Linked DNA regions of Mus musculus: region 2 is linked to region 1. A link is a contact called in public capture Hi-C data. All regions are on one chromosome and are shown on one strand. The core of a region is the stretch at or near the end of the contact, and the rest is flanking DNA. Distances in the headings are between cores, read along the strand shown.

Region 1 (7,223 bases), core at 446-2,945:
CACCGCTCCGCTTTCTGTTAGGTCAGTAAGTTCCTGGGGACTCTCTTACAACAACCTGAGCATCTAGGACGAGGGCCCAGATGACCTGACTAACCCAGCAAGCTTCCTCTGCAGCCTGTGACCATCCCATGAGCTCCTGTCAGACTCTCCTGCTTCCCATGAATCTCTTCTCAACTCCCATGAGCCTTCTCAGAACCTTTATGAACCCCCTCCACCCTCAGAGCCTTCTATGCACCCTTGCTCTAGGGTCCCTGTGTCTGAGTTCTTGATTAAATGTAGTTGGTCTCTAAGCAGCCCTTCCCAAGATGGAGGCTGCAGAGATCAGTCTTCCTACATGGCTATGCTGTTGCTTTTTGTCATCTTGATGTAAACCTAGACACACCTATGAAGAGAGAATGTTAACTGCAGAAAATGCCTCCATAAGATCTGCTTGTAGGCAAATCTCTGTGGGAGGGCCCAGACCACTGTGAATGGTGCTATCCTTGGGCTAGCATGGGTTGTATAAGAAAGCAGGCTAGCCAATCCAGGAGCAAGCCAGTAAGCAGTACTCCTTCTTGGCTTCTGCTTCAGTTCCTGCCTCCAGGTTCCTGCCCTGCTTGAGTTCCTGCCCTGACTTTCCTCAAGGATGGATTGTGACCTGGAAGTATATTATAAAAGAAGCCCATTCCTTCCCTAAGTTGCACTTGGTTACAGTGTTTCATGCATTTGATTACAGTGTTCCATTGCTTTTGGCTACAATGTTTCATTGCACTTGGCTGCCCTGTCCCACTGCATTTGGCTACAATGTTTCGTTGTGTTTGGTTACAGTGTTTTGTTGCTTTTGGTTGCAATGTTTCATTGCTTTGGGTTATAATGTTTTGATAGAAACCCTATGACAATGGCTGTCCTACCATCTCTGCTGTTCCGAGAGGAAGGAAAGAAAAGATACAGAAGGTGCTTACAAAAAGCCTTGGGAGAGGCCCTGCTGCTGCTTTTGAAGATGCTGCCTAAGCTCTATCTGAATCCCTTCCTGCAGCAAGTCCCAAGGCCTCTGCAAGATATCTCCCTCCCCCTCCCCCTCCCCCTCCCCCTCCCCCTCCCCCTCTCCCTCTCCCTCTCCCCCTCCCCCTCCCCCTCCCCCTCCCCCTCTCCCTCTCTCTCTCCTCCCTTCAAACTCAACAGATTCACAGAACCCACTAAGGTGGTCCCAGATCGCAAAGGACCATTGCCAGCAAGGTGCTTCTGTGTGGTAATTTTCTGCAAGTTAGAAGATGGTACCCTGGAGGGAGGCTCCTTGAGTTTCGGGAAATGAACAATGCAGAAGACTTAGGTAGTGCCTGAAATCCACAGATTCCCATTCCCTGAGGTTATGAGCTGCAGACTGCTCTGGACAAGACTCTATACCCAAGCAGCTATAAATCATACAGGGAGCTCAGGATTTTTGAGAGTTGCCATCTATGTCGGATCAGGCTTTAGTGACCCAGCTGCCATTGAGTGGTCCTTGCTCATGTAAGGATCTTCTACACCTCACCACTACTCCTGTAAGTCACTCCAATAAATCCATTAGTTCACAGAGTTGAACCTTACTGCTGTCATTACTTTGGTCTGTTGTCAGTTCCCTAACTAGAGTTTGTTCACACCTCCCCAGGAATAGTAAGTGTCATGAAACACACAAGATGACACCCTGTCACAAGCTCCCATCTGTCTTGGGCCTATAAACCAGGACACAGTTTAAAGTTCCCAGATGCTTCCAGGCTGCCACGTCTTCTGGCCATGTATAGTTCAGAGCTCCTAAAACTGGTGGTCTCAGAATTCCAGGCCAGCGATAGGCTATAGCCACATCTCCCCCAGAGGAGCCTTGTCCCCAGCAGAAGCCACAAGTACCTACCCAAGTCCATAGCTGGCTTTGGGAACTCACAGCCAGTGTTCATTTATGGAGCTGCTGGGTCAAAGCACTGCCCACAATTTGTGTGGCTTCAAACAAAGGTAATGAATCCCTTTGGCAGTCCTGGAGGCCAGGAGTCTGACAGCCTGAGTCAGTGAGCTGAACTGAAACTCTGAGGGGACTGCTTCCTGGCTCTCACTGTCTCTGGTGGCTGCCAGCATGGTGGGATGAGGTGGGGGCACATCAATGCGTTCTGAGCAGTTGCTAGCACCTGGGAGAAGCCACAGGGTGAGGTCAGAGCAGGAAGGCCAGGCAGTTAATGAGACTCAAAGATACATAGGCAGGGGCACAGGAGGCTGTGGGGATGCAGGAGAGGCAGCTGGACCTTGAGTTTACTTCGAAGGCAGAACTAGCAGGAGCTGGACAGCCTGGTTGTGGCGTGCGAAGAAGAGAAATGAGACAGAGCCCAGGATTTTGGCTGGAGCAACTGGAAGGCGAATAGTCATTTTATGCTGGTCTTTGATATCCAGCTGTGAGTTGAGCACTAAGGTCCTCTCTTTGCCAGACAGCACAGTCCAGTAAGGGGTGGGGGCTCATTAAAAAGTAAACACTGGCATTAAATACAGGCAAGTTAAAATGCGTGGAAGTCATAACAAGTACTGCAAAAAAGCAAACGAGGAAACGTATTCTGTAAAAGGTTCCTGGGACAAGCATGATTCTTAGTCCCACTTTGTCCCTGGTGCCTGAGAGCCACCTGTCACTACAGCACCAGGGCTTGATAAATGCCACATGACAACTGAGGGAGAGGAGATGGCCCGATGGGTAAGAAAGCTTGTTCTGTGAGAACGAGACTCTGAATTTGAACCTCCAGCATGTATGTAAAAAGCCAGGCATGGCTGCATGTGACTGTCACTCCAGTGTTGGAGGCAGCATCAGGCAGAGAGAAGCAGTGTCCTGGCCAGCCAGCCTAACCAAAACAGCAAGCTTCCAGCTCATGGAGAGACCCTGTCACAAGGACAGTCATGATGAGAGCAATGATGAAGGATGTTTGATATCTTGCTCTAGCCTCCACATGTGTAATCATGGGTGTGTGCATGTGCGTGCATGCATCATACACTCACACACACACATGCACGCACTTTTACTGAAACACATATGGAAGACGTCAGGATTGGCCAGAGTTTCTGAGCTCAGGCATAGTATATGTTCTGCAGGTGGTTTTGTATACAACATCTTGGACCAGTGACCCAGCACTCCCTGAGTTCTGCAGCATCCACACTTGTGGATGAGAATACCAAGTCCTGGGGAGGCTAAATACTGACTCAAAGTTGGCACTCTGGTACAGAGCAGAGGTGAGTTTAAACCTGACAATGTAGGGCCAGGATGTTCTGAACAGCCATGTGATTCAGTCAGTCTCCAGGTCCCTCTTTTTCCTTCTGTTTCCCAGTACTTTGCCTGTCTCCTAGGCAGCCTGTCAGCAATCCACCCAAACATCTACCCATTTATTAGTTTGCCCATTTGTCTATCATCTGTCCACCTAACATCTGCCTACCTACCCACCATTCACCAATGTGACCATCCATTCATCACCCATCCAACCACCCATCTGTTCATCTACCTGACTATCCATCCATTCAGCAATCTTCCCATCCATCCATCCATTCATCCATCCATCCATCCATCCATCCATCCATCCATCTATCCAAATACCATCTATCCATCTATCCAACTATTATCTATCAATCATCCATCCATCCATCTACCATCATCCAGCCAGCCAGCCATCTATCCATCTATCCAGCCATCCATTTACCCATCTATTGATCTAGCATCCATGCATCCATTTATCCATCCACTTACCCATCCATCCATCATCCATCCATCCATCACCCATCTATCCATCCATCTACCATCCATCATTCATAAATACATACATATATACATACATACATACATACATACATACATACATACATACACCTGCCTTCCTATTCATTCATGCTTCTATGTATGCACTCACCCATCCACTCCTTCATTACCCCAGTATATCCATCTCTCCGTCTATCTACTTAACCTGCTGCTTATCTACTTAGTTATCTATCCATCTACCCTTCCACACATCTCTACACCTACCCTTCTATCCTTTGATCCCCTCAACCATCCTTCCAGTGGTCATTCAAGCAAGAATTCCCTCAATTCTACACCATGTGTCCAAACACACAGCACTTAGTGAATACCAGCTGTGTACTGGGCAGGGGAACTTCCCAAACAAGCAAGCCACACACTGTGCTCACACTCTGGGCAGTCCCAATGGGGAGGAGGGATGGAGGGTCAAGAGGGAGGAGCCCAGGAGTAATGCTCCCAAGACACAGCTGTTGGTCACTGGAGCTTGTTCCCACAGTGAGATGACCTTGTGCGTAGGAGCCAGAGCCAGCTGGAAGTGGCTAAGGCACTCCACAAAAGCCTTGCCATGACAAGGCTGAGCCAGGAGGAGGATTGTGAAATGACACACTTGCCCACCCAGCTTCTCAATCTTCCCCAGCAATCTTCCAACACCGAAGTAGGGCTCTCACACCATCTATTGGAGGCCATGGCCCCAACTCAGGCCACCTAGACTCTGTTCTTTCCCTCTCAAGTCTTCTGTCTGAGGTGATTACCAAGTCTCCTTACAGGGATAAGCATCAGGAGAAATGATTCCTGACAGGAAACCAAACTAGGACTCCAAGGCTAACCTGAGAAGAGAGAGAGAGGTTAAGTCTTGCCAAGCCATCCAAGTTACCTGGATCCAGCCATGCCTGAACTCCTGGGGAAAGAGCATCCAGCGATCACAAGAGAGTTGATTAAATCTCTTATAAAACTCAAGTGGGAAGTGAGAATAGAGTCAAAGTATTAAAGATGGAGAATTTTTAATGGTAGGATTTCAGATGTTTACATTTAATTCTTTGCACCTTTTTAGTTAGCATTTTTGTTGATTTTTTTACCATGGATATATTCATTTTATGATGGACTCAAAAGGAATCACATTTAAAAGGAAGAACTAAAAACATGAACAGTGTGAGCCTTAAAGCAGTTCGGGGAATGAGCTGGACTGACGAACGTATGTAACAGAGTCGAGGTGCAGGCCTCTCCTGAGGGAGATGCTAAGTCACGGAGGAGTCTCTCTGGGGAGTCCATCGGTTAGACTTTATCTAAAATGGCAAAGCTGAGAAATTTCTCAGTAGGACTATAAAAAAAAGTCGATCACTAAGTCCAAGAGAAGCTGAAACATGTAAACAGCTTCCCCTCAAACACACACACACACACACACACACACACACACACACACACACACATACCACACACACTCACACACAGACACACACACTTCAACCATGATGATCAGTTTTCTGAGGATATAGACTTCTAAAAATGAATAAGGAAGTGTGTGGGGACCCCCAGAAAGCTCTGAGTAAATGCATAAAGAGATGGAGTCCTGAGTAGATTGTAGATGCTCAGCAGGCAATAAAAGTCCTCTACAGCCACACCCATGCAGACAATAGTGATCAATTGCTATAAGCTACCTACCAGACAATACTAATCAATTGCTGTAAGCCACCTACCATGCTCCGAAGGCAGCACTAATTGATTGCTGTACTTGCCCTATGGAGGCCATGCAGACAGCACTAATCAATTGTCATACTTCTCTCATTCAGTCCTTGTAAAGCTTCTTGTCCTGGGCCAGGGAGATGGTTCCAGTGGGGAAAGATGTCATCCACCAAGTGTGACTATCTGAGATTAATTCCTGGGACCTATGTGGTGAAAAAAGATAATTGACTTTTTAACATCGACTTTTGACCTTCACATTCACACACAACAACAATAAATAAATAAATAAATAAATAAATAAATGCTAAAAATTTAAAAATAGAACAGTCCAGACTGTTCACACACGCCTGTTTGATCTTCGCCACCCCGTCAGCAGGAGTACCCCAACAGAGTTGGAGGGACAGGAAACTCACCAAGGACAACCGTAGCAAAGATGGGAGTTAATCCTGCTTAGTTTCGTTCCCAAGCCCCAACTCTACCCACAAAGCCCAGTCAAGGGGAGCCTGGTCTCTGCAGAGAGCTGCGATTCTGGAACCAAATCCTTGAGTCTCGAGGTAGAGGCTCCACGGAAGGGCTGCAGCCAGGAATCCCAGGAAAAGGGTTGGGACTTGGCTTTGGTTTCTTGGATGGGAACTTTCACCTAATGACAGGCACATGAAGACCATAAAACCGTCACAGGGAACACCCAGGACATGGTGTGGGCAAAGACGTGTAGCCATATTGACCCCTTTGGTCTTATCCTATATACGAATGACCTGGGTTCCCAGCCTGTGGTTGGAACCAGCATCCTGGGGGATGAAGGACAAGAGCCGGTAAATGTGCTTCTGGCCAGAGGAGGGGCAGCTGGCCCCACATGCTTGCAGGGCTATTTTTAAAATGATCCACATCTTTGCACCAGGCCCTGGGCTGGGCAGGCCCCTCCTCCTGTGGGGCACTCCTGCAAGGCGGGAGACAGAGCCCACTCCTCCCCAGTCACAGATTCTGGGACCGAGTCGTCTTTCCCTAAATAAGTAAATTAGCTCTAATACCCTTATTTGCCATCAACCTTATAAACCTAACACAAACCAGATGGGCCTCGCTTCCCGAACCCCCACGCCGCCGGCCTGGCCTCCTCACGGCTGCCCTCGGCGAGCTAGCTTCCTTCGCCCTTTGTTGGGGTAAAAGCCATCAGAGAAGACGGCATGGTGGCTGTAGCAGGACAACAGGCTGCCAGGGTCCCATACTCCTGAGAGAATTTAGGGCCCCTCATTCTAAGAGCCATGTCAAAGGCCCTCCTCAAGGTACCTGTGGCTTATTCATTCACAGTTTTTTAAATAAGCATTGATGGTTTTTCATCCTCATTGTCAAAACTAATGTCTTCATTCCTGGAATATTATCAAAGACAGGGATGGTAAGGAAGAAAAATAAAATCTCACAAGATCCCAAGGCCAAAATTGCTGATGTCTTTGTAGGGCACTGGGCTAGAGACTATGAGAACCAGGGTCAGCCAGTATTTATATGAGAGTCCAGAGGGTAAATATTCCAGTGTCTGGGAACACATGACATATTAGTTACTGGTTTTGTGACTGTGACAAAATGCTTGGCAAACGTGACATTAGGGAGGAATGCTTTACAGATCAAGGGTATAGTCCATCCATTATAGCGGGGAAGGTACAGTGACTGGAGCAAGCGGCCACTGCCCACATCATATCAACAACCATCAGGAAGCAGAGAGAGGTGAGTCCTGGGGCACAGCTCACTTTCTCCATTGTATTCAGCCTAGAAGCACGGCCCA
Region 2 (7,606 bases), core at 4,040-6,539, 460 kb before region 1:
CCTGAACAAATGATCGGCTGTGACAATTAGCTCACTGAGACTCCTTGGGAGTTCGCCATTACAGGATTAAGGACATCATAGGCTCCTCACAGGCAGTCTGTGCCTAGCCAGTCATAGCTGCTGTGTTGTGTGGGTACCCACGGAGGCCCTGGGAGTGGATGATGTCATCCCACAGTGGAGGAAAGTTCGAATCCAGCAGGGTCACAGTAGAAACCCCTTTCGGCTAAGAAGGATGCCACACCATGCTGAAGGGGACCAGGGACAGCATCTTGGGGAGGCCACTCCATATGGCGCTCACAGGGATGCTGCCTGTATTGGCTGATGGGTACTGAGCAGCCTCTGGCTCAGTCCCCTCACCCTGGGGTGGGGGGAGGGCTAAAGGACTAAGACACTAGATCCAAAAATGAATCTCATTTTCCTTCAGCTTTATTTCCTGCTGCCATCTGGATTTTTTTTTTCATCTATTTTATGTCAAGCTGTATCTGGAAGTTTATCAATACACCACGGATACAGATTTGGGTGGGTGGGGGTGACGGTGAGCAGACTCACCATGCAATATTGGCATAGCAATGGAGGGGCCAGCTGAGGAAGCCCAGACTCCTTGGGCAACCACAGGAAGCTATGCTACAGCTCTGCTCTGGGGAAGTTGCTGGAAACTACTCCTACAAATGCCAGCACCCCACCCCCACCCCCACCCCGACACCCTTGCAAAGCCCCTGTTGTGCTCAGAAGGCTTTTCCAGGCATGAATCCATCAGGATTTCTGGGACAGTCTGCCTCATTAAAAGTCAAGGGATCACGGGTAAAAGCCAAATCTAGGAAGTCCCAATCCCAGCGATCTGGATGCACATGTGACTAGAAATGTAGTGTCTGTGTACTGGTGGACAGACACATGGACGTGACCATCGCATATACAAAAGATGGCAGGGCATGTCATTTGGAAGGGTCAAGTTAGGACGACTTGGCTCATCCTGGGGGGAAGGCATGTGGAGGCTCCGTTCACTCCATTCACTGTGGGAATCATGGCTGAGGCTTGTTCATAGGGTTCACCTGGGAAGCAGGGAAGGTAAGCTGGAACCAGGGCATAGCCATCAGGGATCTGTCCCCCAGTGACCACCACGTGGGCTGGATGGGGACATTTCAGATTCGAACTCTAGTGGGAAAGTAGCTCTGACTGCTCCGTTAGCACTCAGTAAGATAAGGCACACACGGCAAACAGGGGGCCTCTAATGCTCAGCACACCCCATGCTTGCAAAGACTGTCTACAGGGTACAGAGGCAGGTAAGCCAGTGACCCATCAGCTGGTAGGTCCAAAGGCTTGAATGGGTTCCCTGCACAAGAGCACACATAGCCAGTGGGATAAAGGGGGGCCTGAGCAGTGGCATTCACTAGGAAAGCAGACGTTGGAGTCAGAGTTCAGACAATGCCACTGTCATCAAAAAGAAAGAACAGATAGATAGACAGACATTGTCCTTGAGGGTCTGCAAGCTGAGGAGGGATTGGAGCTCTGCAATGGTGGGGTGTGAATCGACCCAGGTCAGAGATCCTTGTGGTAGTGTCCATGAACACCTGCCTGTCCTATAAGAGACAGAATATATTCAGCGAGCATGTGTTCAGGACAGAGACGGAAAATACCCCTAGAGCCTTGGAACAAAATGACCAAGAAATTGGCAAATGCTGACATGTGTGATCGGACCCAACTGTGACTGATGACCATGAGGGAGTACGTGAGGGGCACTTGCAGCTTCTGTTTGTGTGAGGTTCCAAAACAGGTAACGCCATTGGAGAGCGAGGCAGGTGGGAGACAGTCACTCTCAGAGATGAGATATTGAAAGAAAGGGGTGCCAGAGAGTTTCCTAGGAACCCCCATTGTACACACAGGTAAGAATTACTTAAGCTGCTTGCTTGGCAGTTGCAAATCTTGCTGTGCCCTTCCAGTTAGGATCAGGGAAGCAGCATAATACAGATGTCACCGTCAACTAAGTCAGAAGCTGATTCGAAGGGGCAGATACACTCTGGGGAAGCTTAGGAGAGGGTCACCTCAGTTGAGACCGGAAAGTTGCCATTGAAGCTTAAACCAAGCAATTCTAGTCCCCTCCTCTTCCTTCTCCCTCATAAAGAAATTCCTCATAAACAGGAATTTCATTGATATCAATTCCTTTTAAAGTCTAAGTAGTGGTATTTGCCTTTCCTAAGCGCCGAGTCCTTGTTGGGTCCCTGAGTATGTTGCACACACTTAGACAAGAATTCCAGAAGGTAAACATCTCCAGGCCATGGCAGGAGCCTGGGAAGGCAGCGAGGGATGGCGTCACCTTGACATTTGAACTGTTATGGCCACAGAGATATGCAGAAAGAGCCTTCAGGGGGTCCCAAGAGCTTAGGTTCCCAGGGCTAACTCTCCTCAGATAGCTTGAGTCTCAAGTGTCATTTGTGCAGACTGTGATAGAATGTGATGCCATTGGCCACAGGGTGAGCCCAAAAGTGGCTGCTCATCAGAGGCTAAGCCGTCTTTCAGAGCCAGTCAGACAAGAGGTAAAAGCTCCAGGATGTCAGGACATCTGATCAGATATCCACTCCTGTCCAGAGTCTGAGCATCCTTCTGTCTAGGTTGATTCTGAATTGAAGATCGTCTTTATTCTAGGGTCATCTACGCCACCCATGGAGCACCAAGAAGAAGGAGAATTTTCAAAGAACCTATGTCAAACCAAACAGAGCTGTGAGCGTCCGCAAGGAGCTGTCCTAGGCTCTGTGCATTGCGCTGCTGGCTGCAAGTGATGATGACAATTGTGTCCATGGGAGCTCACCCTGATCTATCTTAACCACACATGCTCCTGTTGGCAGTGAGGGTCCCCGTAGAGCAGCCTGGACTTGGTGGCCCCTTTGAGTTGGGACTATGAGCTTCCTTTTTTGTGTGTTTGTGTGTATGACTGTTAAAAGAGATATGAGCGCTCCACACTATTTGCTAGAAGGTAGTGTTTTCACACACACAAGCTCGGGTGGAAACTCTTAGTACCCAGGATCACTTGAGAAGGCTGGAATTCATATGCATAATTCAGGGAATGTTTTGGAGACTAAGTTGATTTCTTGTTCCTTTGGCCCCAGGCGTCCTTTTGTTGGCTTACGGCAATTCTGGAATTTTGTTACACTTATTAATATGTATGACCCGTGCACCTGGCTAACGCCTTTGGAGCTGGCAGCCATGGCTTCACGTGCTCCGCACCTCCTGACAGACACGTGGTGAAGATTTGTTGAAAGACTTAATAAGGAGCGAGTGAGTGACTGGAGGCTCTCTCAGGGAGACCAGCTTCCAAGGACCTGTTTCCTCATCTGGAACATGGGTTTACTGTGACGGCCGGAGGAGAGGGGGCAAGGGGGGGCACTGAAACATCTTCCTAGGAGACTCATAGCGAGAACTCAGTAACGGTTCATACAATGAAGGTGGTGATGACAGTGATGGCGGTCGTGATGTAATGGTGGTGATGTCATGATGGTGATGCTGATGGTGGTAATGTAATGATGGTGATGTTGGTGATGTAATGATGGTGATGATGCTGCTGCTGGTATGATGTAATGAGGGTAATGTAATGATGCTGAAGCTGATGGTGGTGGTGTAATGATGGTGATACTGACTCTGGTGATGGGATGAGGATGATGCTGATGACTATAATGGTGGTGATGTAATGATGGTGATGCTGATGCTGACTGTGGTGATGTAATGATGATGTGATGACGGTGATGCTGATTCTGGTGATGTAATGATGGTGATGTAATGATGCTGATGTTGACTGTGGTGATGAAGACGGTGGTGATAGTGATGGTGACAATGATGGCAATAGCGATGACAAGGGTGATGGCTATTGTGGCTACAGTGACAGTGTTGTGGTGGAGCTTCTGCTGCTGCTGCTGATGTTAGCTGTAGTGGTGAAAGCGATATAGACAGACAACGGGAAAGAAACTGAGGCAAAAGAATTCACTTTGTCCGTTTACTTTGCTTACTGACAAGCCAGAGCTCCAGTTGCAATCTGATTTCCAGCCCTGACTTCAGGGCATTTTTAACTAGAAGCAAAAGACAGATGAGGGAGCCCAGACCCCTGCTGTGGAACTCCGTGTGAACTCACCCTAGTGGGCTGGGGTCAAACTCTGGGCAGTGGATTGGCTCATTAAACAAATGACCTAATTTAGTGCTTAAGACACTTGAAATTTACTGTACTAATTTGTCAAGTCGTCCAGAACAGCCCAGCCACCAATGGAGATCCCAGTTGGTTTTAGTGGAATTATGGGCAAAATTCAGATCGTCGACTTAGGGAAAGGTTAAGTTGAAGCAGAAGTGAGAATCCTGTCTGCAGAGGGCTGGAGAGACTTTTATGGGCTCGGATAAATCTTCCGGCCAAACTTTCATCTTCTCCTTTCCATTTTTAGCACCTCTCAGGGAGAATGGTTTATGGAACTGGAGAACAGGAAGCAGGAAGTAGGAAACAGGAAGTGGGAAGGTTCTATTCTGGATGTGGTCAGGATAAGGTGGTATCCTTGGTGAGGGTCTGCGAGGAGGAGATTGTTCTGGTCAGTGGCCATGAGCAGGGGCTGGGGTTCACCAGAGGACGTTTGTCATTGTAAATGGTCACTCAGCATCAAAGTGTAACCGCAGACGTCGAAAAAAAGGTCACGCAGTGTGCAGTCACCACAGAAGTGCCTTCTCTTCCTCGTATCTGACAGTCTGACCCTCGGCTATGGGGCCTTTTCCTCTCACCGAGGTGATGCCGAGCCTCCTGCTGCAGAGCAATCGGAGAGAAGCCTGTCTGGATGTGTTTATTCCACTTTCCAAGAACCACAGAGGGAGCGATTACCGCAGGCTGCTTTCTCGGGGCTCCCTCAACCCCATCATCTGGACAGCTGTCTGTTTACACAGCAAGGGCTGCACAGTTCCCCCATTTAAAGACCCATCTGGTCCTTCCATCAGCCTAAGCCGTAACCTGGAGGAGTGAACGCAGGCACTGGGGAAGGGCGTGGGGGCGGGGAGGGCATGGGCGGGGACAGAGACTGCGAGGAGGAGCATGTTTATCCCCGCATCTGCATTAATGCTTCCTAGAGTTTATTTTCAAAGTGTAAGATGGAACAATACCTCGCAGGCTGTCAAACCCAAACACGGGCTGGTTTAACTTGGGGCTACGGTCCTTCCAGTATTTTTCTCCTGGTTTGAAGGATCCACTTGAGAGAGGGGGGAGGTAGGGAAGGCAGGGCAGGGAGGGGGCCGGGGAGCTGCTCTGAACCCTCCTTGGGGTCTGGCCTGCCCCTGCGGGCCACTGCTGCTTGTCATATGGAATGGATTAGGCCTCCTCTCTCACACTGTCAACTTGGGTGTTCCGCACGCAGGCAGGCTGTTTTTGCTGGGGTCTCAGTTTTGCATTTTATAACGGCAGGAAGTGCCCCCTCTCCGACCACATGTGAGATCGTGTGGGAACAGCGGAGGGGGCAGGGCTGAGGGGTGAGCTGGGTGTGGGATCTGAACAATCTCCCTCAAGGAGCTGGCCCGTGTGGGTGGAAGCGGGAGGGAGATACGTACTGGCCAATTTAACTTTATGGAGTCTGGTTGGCAGGAGATGGGGGGAGCTTCCTTGATGAAACGGGCCTGTCCCTAATAGAACTGCCCCTCATGTTTTACGGTCCCACGCGGGGCCCGGGGAGGGACCGATGGAGCATGAGGGATCACAGCTGCTGTTTAATTTGTTCTGAATTTCCTGCAGGCCTCACCAGACATGTACAGGAAATGGGCGGTAAATGTTTAATAGGTCATACCTAACCCGGCCATTAACAGGTGCTGCGGCTTAGAAAGCCCCAACCCGTGTGTGCACCGCGCCCCCTCTGCCTGCCCCCTCTTCTGTTTTGTACTGCAGCCCGGTGTGGGGTTGTGGTCCAGCACACCCCCAACCCAGAGACTACCTAGAATAAAGCTTAAGAGGGGCTTAGGACAGCACCACGGGGAGTCTGGGTGTCAATCGTTGCCAGCCTTGGCTGGCTGTATTCCTGTGGTCATCTCACCTCCTTCTGTGGACTGAGTCCCGTATTCAAACAGCACATGGGCTTGGGATCTGCTCCGGGCTGCAAGCTTCACGAGGAGGAATTTCTGTGCCAGTTCACTCTCTCAGCAGGTGACAGGCAAGAAAGGAAACCAGGACCCTCAGGAGAGTCAGGAGGCCACCAAGGCTAAGGGAAAGAAAGGAGCTTGTATGTGCTGAGTCTGGGTGGGTTTGGTGTCCCCAGAGCCCCGAGCTCTCCCTCCTCACACTCTTAACACACTCTGGGCACGACATTAGCTTCGTGCCGTTCCCCAGGGAGGACATCTGGGGAAGCTGGAGCACTACCAGGCCTGGACTGGGTCTTGGGCTCCAGCACAAGTCTGTGAGGGAGCTGGGATCTGAACTTGGGATTCTGAGGACAGAGCCAACCTGTGTCTGACAGGTTTACCCAAGCTGAAAGATAAGGTAACTAAATAGAGACACAGGGAACTTGACCACCCTCCCCCATCAAAAGATGTCACCTGCCACTTCTGCCACAGGCCTGTTAAGATGATGGAATAGCTTCTTCTCAACTTGTGTGTGGAAATTTTTTTCTTATAAAATTACTATTACTGTTCTCTCTCCCTTCCTCCTTCCGTGTGTGTGTGTGTGTGTGTGTGTGTGTGTGTGTGTGTGTGTGTTATAATCAATTGCCACTTCTCCAGAGCTATCCATCTTGTCTTTTGAGACAGGGTCTCCCATTGGACTGGACCTCACCAATTAGGCTCTCCTGCCTACCAGAGAGCTCCAGGAGTCTGCCTGTCTCCCTAGTGCTGGAATTGCAACTGAATGCTGTAATACCCACCTTTTTTTTTAAAACAGAGGTTTTGGGGATCAAACCCAACTAGCTTCTTGCACAAGATCAGAGCTTTACTGACCGTTCACGGCCCCACCTCCTGCACCATCTTGCAGGCTGAGTTTTTAATCACCATGCAGAGGCCACTTTTAGTTGCCACTCGCTTGTGAAAGAACTCCAAAATGAGCCTGGGCTCCAATCCCATGCTCTTTCTAATCCCCAGACATGAGTCTCGGGGAACGGACATTGATGGTCTCCACAGCCAGGGCAGACCACATAGGTTCTCACATGACCTGGCTACACACTTCCATGTCGCCTCTGTGGGTCTCAGACAGTGCCTGTTGTACATTTGACGAGGGAGCGGAAGAGAGGAGTTTGAAGACTCCTGGCACAAGATTGGCGTAGAGATTTACATGCAGAAATCATCCTGGCTCAGGCAGCTCGATGCCAAGAGCTGAGATTTGTTACATGGTTCCACTCACATTTGAATAATTGGAATAATATTAATAACGAATTAAAATTCAGGCTGGAAGTGGGCGTGGTGGAAGAATCTTGCTAACCCAGTACTGAGTGGCTTGGGTTTTCGTCTGTTTTCAAAGATAGCGCATGGGACCGAACTCAGGACCTCATAAGTACTGGGCAGGCACTCTGGCGCCGAGCCACACCACAGCCCACTTTTTGCTTTTTGTTTTGATGCAAAGTCAGACTGAACTTCCCAGGCTGATCTCGGACTCACTCTGCAACCCAGGCAGGTCTTA

Evidence for each region. Capture Hi-C pulls out chosen DNA fragments and counts their contacts.
Region 2: a capture Hi-C map of embryonic tail shows a contact between it and region 1, with 2.2 times the contacts expected there. The contact joins two enhancer-like sites. A contact is called at or near these places in 2 of 9 other capture datasets (embryonic stem cells and embryonic tail).

What each region holds. Positions count from the first base shown.
Region 1 is chr8:120,838,438-120,845,660 of GRCm38.p6, reverse strand. No RefSeq gene overlaps it. Among named protein-coding and RNA genes, the nearest start is that of Gm39267, 26 kb to the left of the region's middle. Within about 2 kb of position 1,695, at least 6 of the 459 cell types and tissues checked have an H3K27ac peak or open chromatin away from gene starts, as enhancers often do. A contact at or near this core is called in embryonic tail, where this site is marked.
Region 2 is chr8:121,298,969-121,306,574 of GRCm38.p6, reverse strand. No RefSeq gene overlaps it. Among named protein-coding and RNA genes, the nearest start is that of Gm33823, 38 kb to the right of the region's middle. Within about 2 kb of position 5,289, at least 82 of the 459 cell types and tissues checked have an H3K27ac peak or open chromatin away from gene starts, as enhancers often do. A contact at or near this core is called in embryonic tail, where this site is marked.